2 separate regions of the Mus musculus genome follow, and region 1 is linked to region 2. The links are chromatin contacts, called in public HiChIP or PLAC-seq maps. All regions are on one chromosome and are shown on one strand. The core of a region is the stretch at or near the end of the contact, and the rest is flanking DNA. Distances in the headings are between cores, read along the strand shown.

Evidence for each region. HiChIP or PLAC-seq counts read pairs in DNA pulled down with a chosen protein or histone mark.
Region 1: an H3K27ac HiChIP or PLAC-seq map of embryonic stem cells shows a contact between it and region 2, with 7 read pairs. The contact joins two enhancer-like sites. A contact is called at or near these places in 1 of 15 datasets of contacts at CTCF or cohesin (the NIH/3T3 cell line), 7 of 484 Hi-C or Micro-C datasets (3T3-L1-derived adipocytes, cerebral cortex, cranial neural crest and 4 more) and 2 of 115 datasets of contacts at active chromatin or transcription factors (embryonic fibroblasts and embryonic stem cells).

Annotation. Positions count from the first base shown.
Region 1 is chr16:25,582,729-25,586,357 of GRCm38.p6, forward strand. No RefSeq gene overlaps it. Among named protein-coding and RNA genes, the nearest start is that of Trp63, 99 kb to the right of the region's middle. Within about 2 kb of position 2,138, at least 37 of the 459 cell types and tissues checked have an H3K27ac peak or open chromatin away from gene starts, as enhancers often do. A contact at or near this core is called in embryonic stem cells, where this site is marked.
Region 2 is chr16:25,514,843-25,518,712 of GRCm38.p6, forward strand. No RefSeq gene overlaps it. Among named protein-coding and RNA genes, the nearest start is that of Trp63, 170 kb to the right of the region's middle. Within about 2 kb of position 2,534, at least 8 of the 459 cell types and tissues checked have an H3K27ac peak or open chromatin away from gene starts, as enhancers often do. A contact at or near this core is called in embryonic stem cells, where this site is marked.

The sequences.
Region 1 (3,629 bases), core at 888-3,387, 67 kb after region 2:
TGTGAAAGACATTTATCCACATGAAGGTAGCAGATAGGGGGTGGGTGGGTCAACAGACTGATAGTATTAAATGCTGGGGGGGGGAGAGAAAATTCATACTTAAACCATACTTCACTCCTATGTATTCTTTTTCCCAGGATAAGAAATGCTGTAAAGCAATTGTCACAGTACCTCCTAGCCAAAATGATGAAATGTCCCTCTGGATGAGCACATGGCATCCTTAGCTCCCATAGAGTTAATCAGGACAGGAATGTCAATCACCTGGTCAAGAGACCATCTCTTAGAAAGGCAGATTCACCTTAAGCCATGCAAAAGAGATAGAAAGACTAACTTTCCCTTTAATGAGCTAATGCACTTTTCCTTCCTAGAAATCGCAACCCCTAGCATAGACCCTAGGAGCTGTCCTGTGGTTCCCTTAGACATACCTGCCTCTCTGAGTCCTGAGTCAGAAGAGTATAATTCCCTTGTGTTTCTCTTCTGTCTCTTTCTGTTAGATCCTGGCCAGTGCCCACTTACACTTTTTCTGGCACTCTGGACTTCCTTTCTCTTTTTCTGGAGCCCGTCTTCCCATCATATGACAATTTATTGCCGTATGACTGACCGCAGGTTTACCTCAAATGCCCTTTTTATCTCTCTTTAAGCTTTCACCTATGAATCTATAATAAAAGTCGCTCCAAAACTAATATTCTGTTGTCTGTGAATCTTATTCTTTGGATGTGCAAGACAAGAACCTAAAAATCACTGGCTCTGGGTGGCTTTGGTCGTCCAGTGTTTTCTGGGTTCATAGCACTTCAAGCTGGGAAAGGTTCTATACCTAAATACAACTCAGTAGTCATATTTCACTATGCAAATATAAAAACCCCACCCCTGCTTCTCTAGAAAAGCCTGATGGCACTGACAGGAAACTTCTCCCAAAGCAAAGAAGGAAGCCTCTGTACCAAAGCCAAGTGAAGGTCATTGAAACCCAAGAAAACAGCTCTAGAAGGGCATTCAAACCCACCCCCCCCTCGACCCACAGAAGATCCACACATTACATACTTACTTTCTCGTTGCCCAAGACACTGCCACTCCAGAAGCATTCCTCTACAAGCATTCTCCCAAGAGAAACAAGTTTGCCCATTGTACCATCATTCAAGTTCCCAGTGACCTCCAAGTCAGCCAAGAAGCAGATAGAAGATGACATATTTGTGTCTAGTATGGATGCCAAACCCAACAAACACCAGATCAGACAGGGTTTGAAGAAATTCAATGACATTGATATGGTCAACTCAATCTGTTCATGTCTGATGGAAAGAGGGGGGCTGTATTTCAGCTGACTCCTGATTATGATGCTTTGTACGTTGACAACAAAATTTGGATCATCTAAACTGAGTCCAGCTGGCTACTTTTAAACATACATGCTTCATTGAAAAAAACAAAACCAAGCAAACAAACAAACAAAATATAGAAATTGAAGTAGTGGAATGTGAAGTCACCAAGATTTAAAAACTGTACATATCATATCCATAATCAACTTATGGTGAATCTTATTTTCCTAAAGGGCAGCTACTATCTTACGAGAAGCTTCTGTGTAAATAGCCCTTCTTGAAGAAAGGAGCCACATGCACTGTTCTTGCTTATAAATAACCCAGAGACTATGTTCCCAAACTCTGCTAATCAAAGCAATAAGGAAAGAGTTCTCAATCTTCATTCCAGGAGTGACTTGGACTCAATGTTCTTGAGAAAGAAAAGTAGATTCTCGCCTGCAGGCTCTTGTGTTTAACCCAGCTGCAGGGGAGCACGTGCAGATTTGAACTGCCCCACCCAGACTGGAGCAGCCAAGCTCCCTCAGAGCTCATACTTTGCAAGGAACGCTTCTGGGGGAAATCCTACAGAGCATAGCTTGGGCCCAAATAGTCCTACTAAGCTTCTGGCTATTCATTTGGGCACAGATGAAAATGTGCTCTGATGGTACAGGGAAGATTCCCGTGTTGGTCGTTAAACCCAAGCCACCCACGGATTTGAGGAAATATACATGATTATATAGTTTCATACTGAGCACTGAGATTTTTGAAATCCAGTTGCTTTGAGCCCCGTGATCTGCAGAAAGCAAACCCAGTCTTCTTCATGTCCCTGGGAGCACGAGTGCGGGTGTTTGCTTTGCATTAGCATGTCAAGCTGTGCATACCTTTCTGAGGCGAGGTCTGGGTGTAATGGGGTGTGTCCCGGAGGAAGTCAACGTTCAGAGATTTATTTTTTTTTGTGTGTGAGCTATTCACTTTAATTATACCCATGCTGTTCGCTCGCTTTTTATTATTACTCTTATTCACTTTCATATCCCCTTCCCTTGGCTAAACACACAGAAAAGATTCATTTATTATGTGAAGAGACTCAAATTTATGGAGCCCTTTTAGTTTGCAAGGAGGCTGGAGACTCCATTGTGAAAGCAGTGTCGCGATTCTCAGGGAACATGGGCTCTGATCTTGCCTCCAGCTCCGGACAAAGGCACCAAAGCAATGTTCAGGCACTAAAAACACATGCCACTGACTTGAGTGGTGGCAGATAAACCACGGCAGAAGAGGGGAGCTGGAGGCAGGCGCAAGACCAGAGGAATGTGACTAGCAGTGCATATGTCTCTGTTCAGTTCTAAATTGTTAAGCAGAATGACAGCACATGCATTGACATCCCGAGAACAGCAGCTGTCAAAACTGTCAGACAGCACGAGATTGATTCCCTTCAATTACTTGTTGAACCAAGAAGTTAGAGAGATGGCAAAGCTCCACGAGGTCATCTAACTTAAGTTTTTCTGCCTGGGAAAATTGCTTTGTCAAAAATCAATGTGTGAGGGCAAACTAGAGCTTTATTGTTATTTTGAGCTGACATAAAAGGTATGGTGGATCAGTATTCATCCATTCAACCCATCCTTTCACCAATTTGCCAATAGTCTTCCTACCCTGCACTCACTCCATGTCAGACTCTTTATGTCCTTAGGATACACAGATGCACTTAAGCACTAAATGATGGATACCGTCACTGGATAGCTATGTGCTGGGGTCTGATATGAAGCAATAGAAAGATGGCCACGACTCACAGGGTTGAAAGCAGACACTATGCCCAAAGATAAAGCTACTGCATCTTAAAAGATGAGCAAGGAGATGTTTCCAGTTCCTTTCTCAGACAATTGTTGCCCTCTTGTTGCCTTTAAACCAGTGCAGAGTTGCTAGCATCTCCCTCTCATTTTCCAGAGATAGAGCAACCCTGGAGAAGTAACCCAGCTTCGTCACAGCTACATAAGAAACCTGAGAATTTGTACATTTTAAATTTTCACACTTTCACTAAATCTAGAGAGAGTGGTGTAATCTACAGCTATATTCAGACAAGAGAGGGACCAGCAGAAGCCTTGACTTCAGGCACCACACAGCAAGATCCGCACCTTGACAGCCTTCCAGGTTTTAATCATGCTTTTTGAAGAACTGTAACATCTTTGAGTTGTTTTACTTGGTACGTGATTAAAATATTCTGTGTAAGTAGAACATGGTGACTCACATTTTGTTAGGGTTGCAGAGCACAACTAGCTACAGAGTCTTCAAGAAGGATGAGAAATAACCCATAATTCTGTTCTCTCCTGTTTTCCCTCCCTACTCCCCCAA
Region 2 (3,870 bases), core at 1,284-3,783:
ATAAAGAATGTGAAAAGTTAAAACCCAGAGAATCAAAACTGCTGGGTCACAAATGGGCTGATGAAATGGACAGTTCTCTAAGGAAACACAAATGACCATTAAATATTTAAAAAAATGTTCAACATTCCAATCCCTCAAATATATGCAAAGTTTTATATATTGCATCTCTCTCTAGTTAGAATGGCTCAGATCAAAATTTCCAATGACAAAAGAGCTGGTGAGGATATAAGCATAGAGGAATCCTCTTCATGGCTAGAAGAAATGTAATCTAGTTCAGTCGTTCTGGAAATTGATGTGTAATTTACCAGAAAAACTCAAAACATAAAAGCTCAAGAGTAGAACTTTTATGTAATCCAGCTACACATCTCTGGGACACATCACCAAGGACACTCTATCTTACTACAGAGATACTTGCTTGTCTGTGTTTGTTACTGCATATCTACTTGCTCTGTGACTGGCCAAGCTACCAGCCCCCATCTTCTCTTTTGCTCTACCAGCCTTTAGCTCCAGGAGGTGACCGTGCTACCAGGCCCTTCCCAACTTCCCTTGAATTTGTGGATAAAACACCCATACACAGTTTGATCCTTTACAATTTGCCTTCTTGGCACAATTGCTGGGCGTTACTGTCTCCCACCTGGAAAGACATGCCCCTATTATTTTTATCTCTGTCTCTCTACCTGCCCTTAAACTTCAGTGGTTAGTTCCACCTAGCCAGACATTCATGATCACCTGCCTGTAGAGGTGGCCACATGCCCCAACTCCCCCTTAGACCTCAGATGTTTGCTGTGTTCTTCTTCCTCTAAAGCATGGCAGAAAACCTCCCCTCTTCTTCCTTGTGTCTGCCTTTTCCATCCTGGGACTCAGAGGTCCCTCTTGTACCTACTTCCCAGCAATTATCCCCTGGTTTTCTTTATTGACAAATCAAGAAGCAACTGGGGAATAGGACCTTAGCATCAGAAGCTGGGGAGATTTATATTAAGTGAGGTAACTCAGATTAAGAGAGGAAAAATTTCATCTTCTCTCTCATATGTGGATCCTAGTTCATAATAATTATGTATATGCATATAAGTTGGCATGAGTATGGGCTATGAAACTAGAAAGTTGGCCAGAAGTAAGAGGGAGGAGAGGGGGAAATAAAAAGGGGATGGAGAGGATACGTGGGACATGGAAGCAGAAAGAGGCTATGGGGATGGTGGGACAGTACAAGAGGGTGTTAGGGGTATAGGGACAAAGACCAGGGAAGGCGAATCAGCAACACAACTATTGTTTTAAAAGTAGTGTAATAAAATATAATACTGTATATGCTAAGTGCAGAAATATTAAAAGTTTAGTTACAATATTTATCATACCTTCCCTATACATATTGTAGCAACAACAAACAAGTAATTAATGATTAATGTCATTGTTATAGAGGGAACAGAAATCTCCCTGTAATGGGAAAATAGAAAGTGTATAGTAAATATACAGTCTATACTGCTATGTCAGGAAACACGTGGATGAAAATAGACTGACGCCTCCAAAGAGACAAAGAAGGACAAGAAAGAACATATCGTTCCACACAGTAGCTGTCTGACACATGGCTTCAGGTTCAAAATCAGAACCAATTATTTGATCTCTGGCTTCCTGTGTCTTTTTATGTCACCTCCAGAGCTGTAGCAAGATGGCTGAAATTTCGATAGCTATCATACTTACTGGGGAATCATGGCATCACCCCATGAGAGATAAAAGTTTTTTCTCCTCTGATTTTAAAATACCTAGAAACTGTCTCCATTGTTCCAAGTCTGTTGACCTCATAACCTTGACATCTTTGTCAACCATCACTCTGTCTTGCCTGGTTCTGTGTGTCAACTTGATACAGGCTAGTATAATTAGACAGGATAGAACCTCAGTTGAAGAAATGTGTCCATGAGATCTAGCAGTAAGGCATTATCTCAATTAGTGATCAATAGGGGAGGGCCATGCCCATTGTGGATGGTGTTGTCCCTGGGCTGGTGGTCCTGAGTTCTATAAGAAAGTAGGCTGAGCAAACCAGGGGAAGCAAGCCAGTAAGCCACATCCCTAAATGGTCTCTGCATCAGCTTATGCCTCCAGGTTCCAACCCTGCTTATGTTTCCATCCTGACTTGCCCCAATAATGGATTGTGATATGGAAGTGTCTCCAACTTGCTTTTTGGACATGGTGTTTCTTCATAGCACATCCTGTGTAATACACCTTCTGAAGCAGGAATGAAATTAATTCTCCCTAATGGAGGGGTTGATAAATAAATGGCAACATACTTAATGGCAAAGCTGGGTGGGAGCTAAGGTTCAGTCAACAACTGGTAAATTGAAAGGCTGTGGTTTTGTGCATGCTGGCAGAAGGCGTTGGTTTGGTAGGGCACAGTTGAGGACAATTCCTCTGTGCTATGAAAACAGTCTGATATTCACAGGCCTGCTAGTGGTTGAGGAGAAGTCAACACATAGAAGGTTACAAAAGTAGGCTCGGTGGGTGGGTGGGTGGGGGCCTACTGGGCTTTGAAATGTAAAGTGACTGCCCTTTTCTTAGGGAGATAGGACCATTATATATGACTACTGTTTACAAGACTCACCTTAGACAGGAAGGACAAAGAGTGTTTTGTGATTCTGTTCAAAAGTAAAAGCAAAATACATACAAACTGTTTTAGGGTTTCTATTGCTGTTTAAGAGTCACCATGACCACTCTTATAAAGAAAACATTTAATTGGGGTTGGTTTACAGTTTCAGAGGATAAGTCCATTATCATCATAGCAAGAAACATGGCAGCATGAAGCTAGACAGTGTTGTAGGAAGATCTGAGAGTTCTGGCTACATCTTCATTCACAGGCAGCAGAAGGAGACTATACCACACTGTGGGTAGTTTGAGAATTATAAGCCTGTAGTCTCCCCTCCCCCAGCCTGAAACCTGCTTGCTCGGGGTGGAGCTTCCTGCTCATTCGTTCTACCACGCCCACTGCTGGAACCTGAGGAGCCACACACGTGCACCTTTCTACTGGACCAGAGATTATTCGGCGGGAATCGGGTCCCCTCCCCCTTCCTTCATAACTAGTGTCGCAACAATAAAATTTGAGCCTTGATCAGAGTAACTGTCTTGGCTACATTTCTTCTTTTGCCCCGTCTAGATTCCTCTCTTACAGCTCGAGCGGCCTTCTCAGTCGAACCGTTCACGTTGCGAGCTGCTGGCGGCCGCAACATTTTGGCGCCGGAACTGGGACCTGAAGAATGGCAGAGAGATGCTAAGAGGAACGCTGCATTGGAGCTCCACAGGAAAGGATCTTCGTATCGGACATCGGAGCAACGGACAGGTACACATGCTAGCGCTAGCTTAAAATTTCAGTTTTGTAAAGTGTTGCTGAGGATGCGGTAGGATACGAATTAAGCTTGAATCAGTGCTAACCCAACGCTGGTTCTGCTTGGGTCAGCAGCGTGTTAATCGGAACTAGAAACGGAAACAGGCAGGTTAGCCGCAGCTTTTTAGGAAGCTGCTTAGGTGGAAGAAGAAAGGGTTTAAAGTCATGGATCAGGCGGTAGGCCGTAGCTCTCCGAAGCTACATGAGGTGTGAGAAAAGAAAGGGTTTATTAAAAGGAATAGGCGGATTGCCCCAGTTAATAAAAAATGCATCATAAGGGAGGAAAATGTCCCAAAAAGCAGAGAGAAATATCTCTCTGGGCCTTATAGCAGGAGTACTCTGTTACCTTTTGTGTCTTGTCTAATGTCCGGTGCACCAATCTGTTCTCGTGTTCGATTCATGTATGTTCGTGTCCAGTCTGTATGAATGAATGTTCTATGTTTTGTGTTGGATAATAAAGATGGTATAAAAAACTTTATCTGCAAAGCCGAGAGCTGCCACGTGTT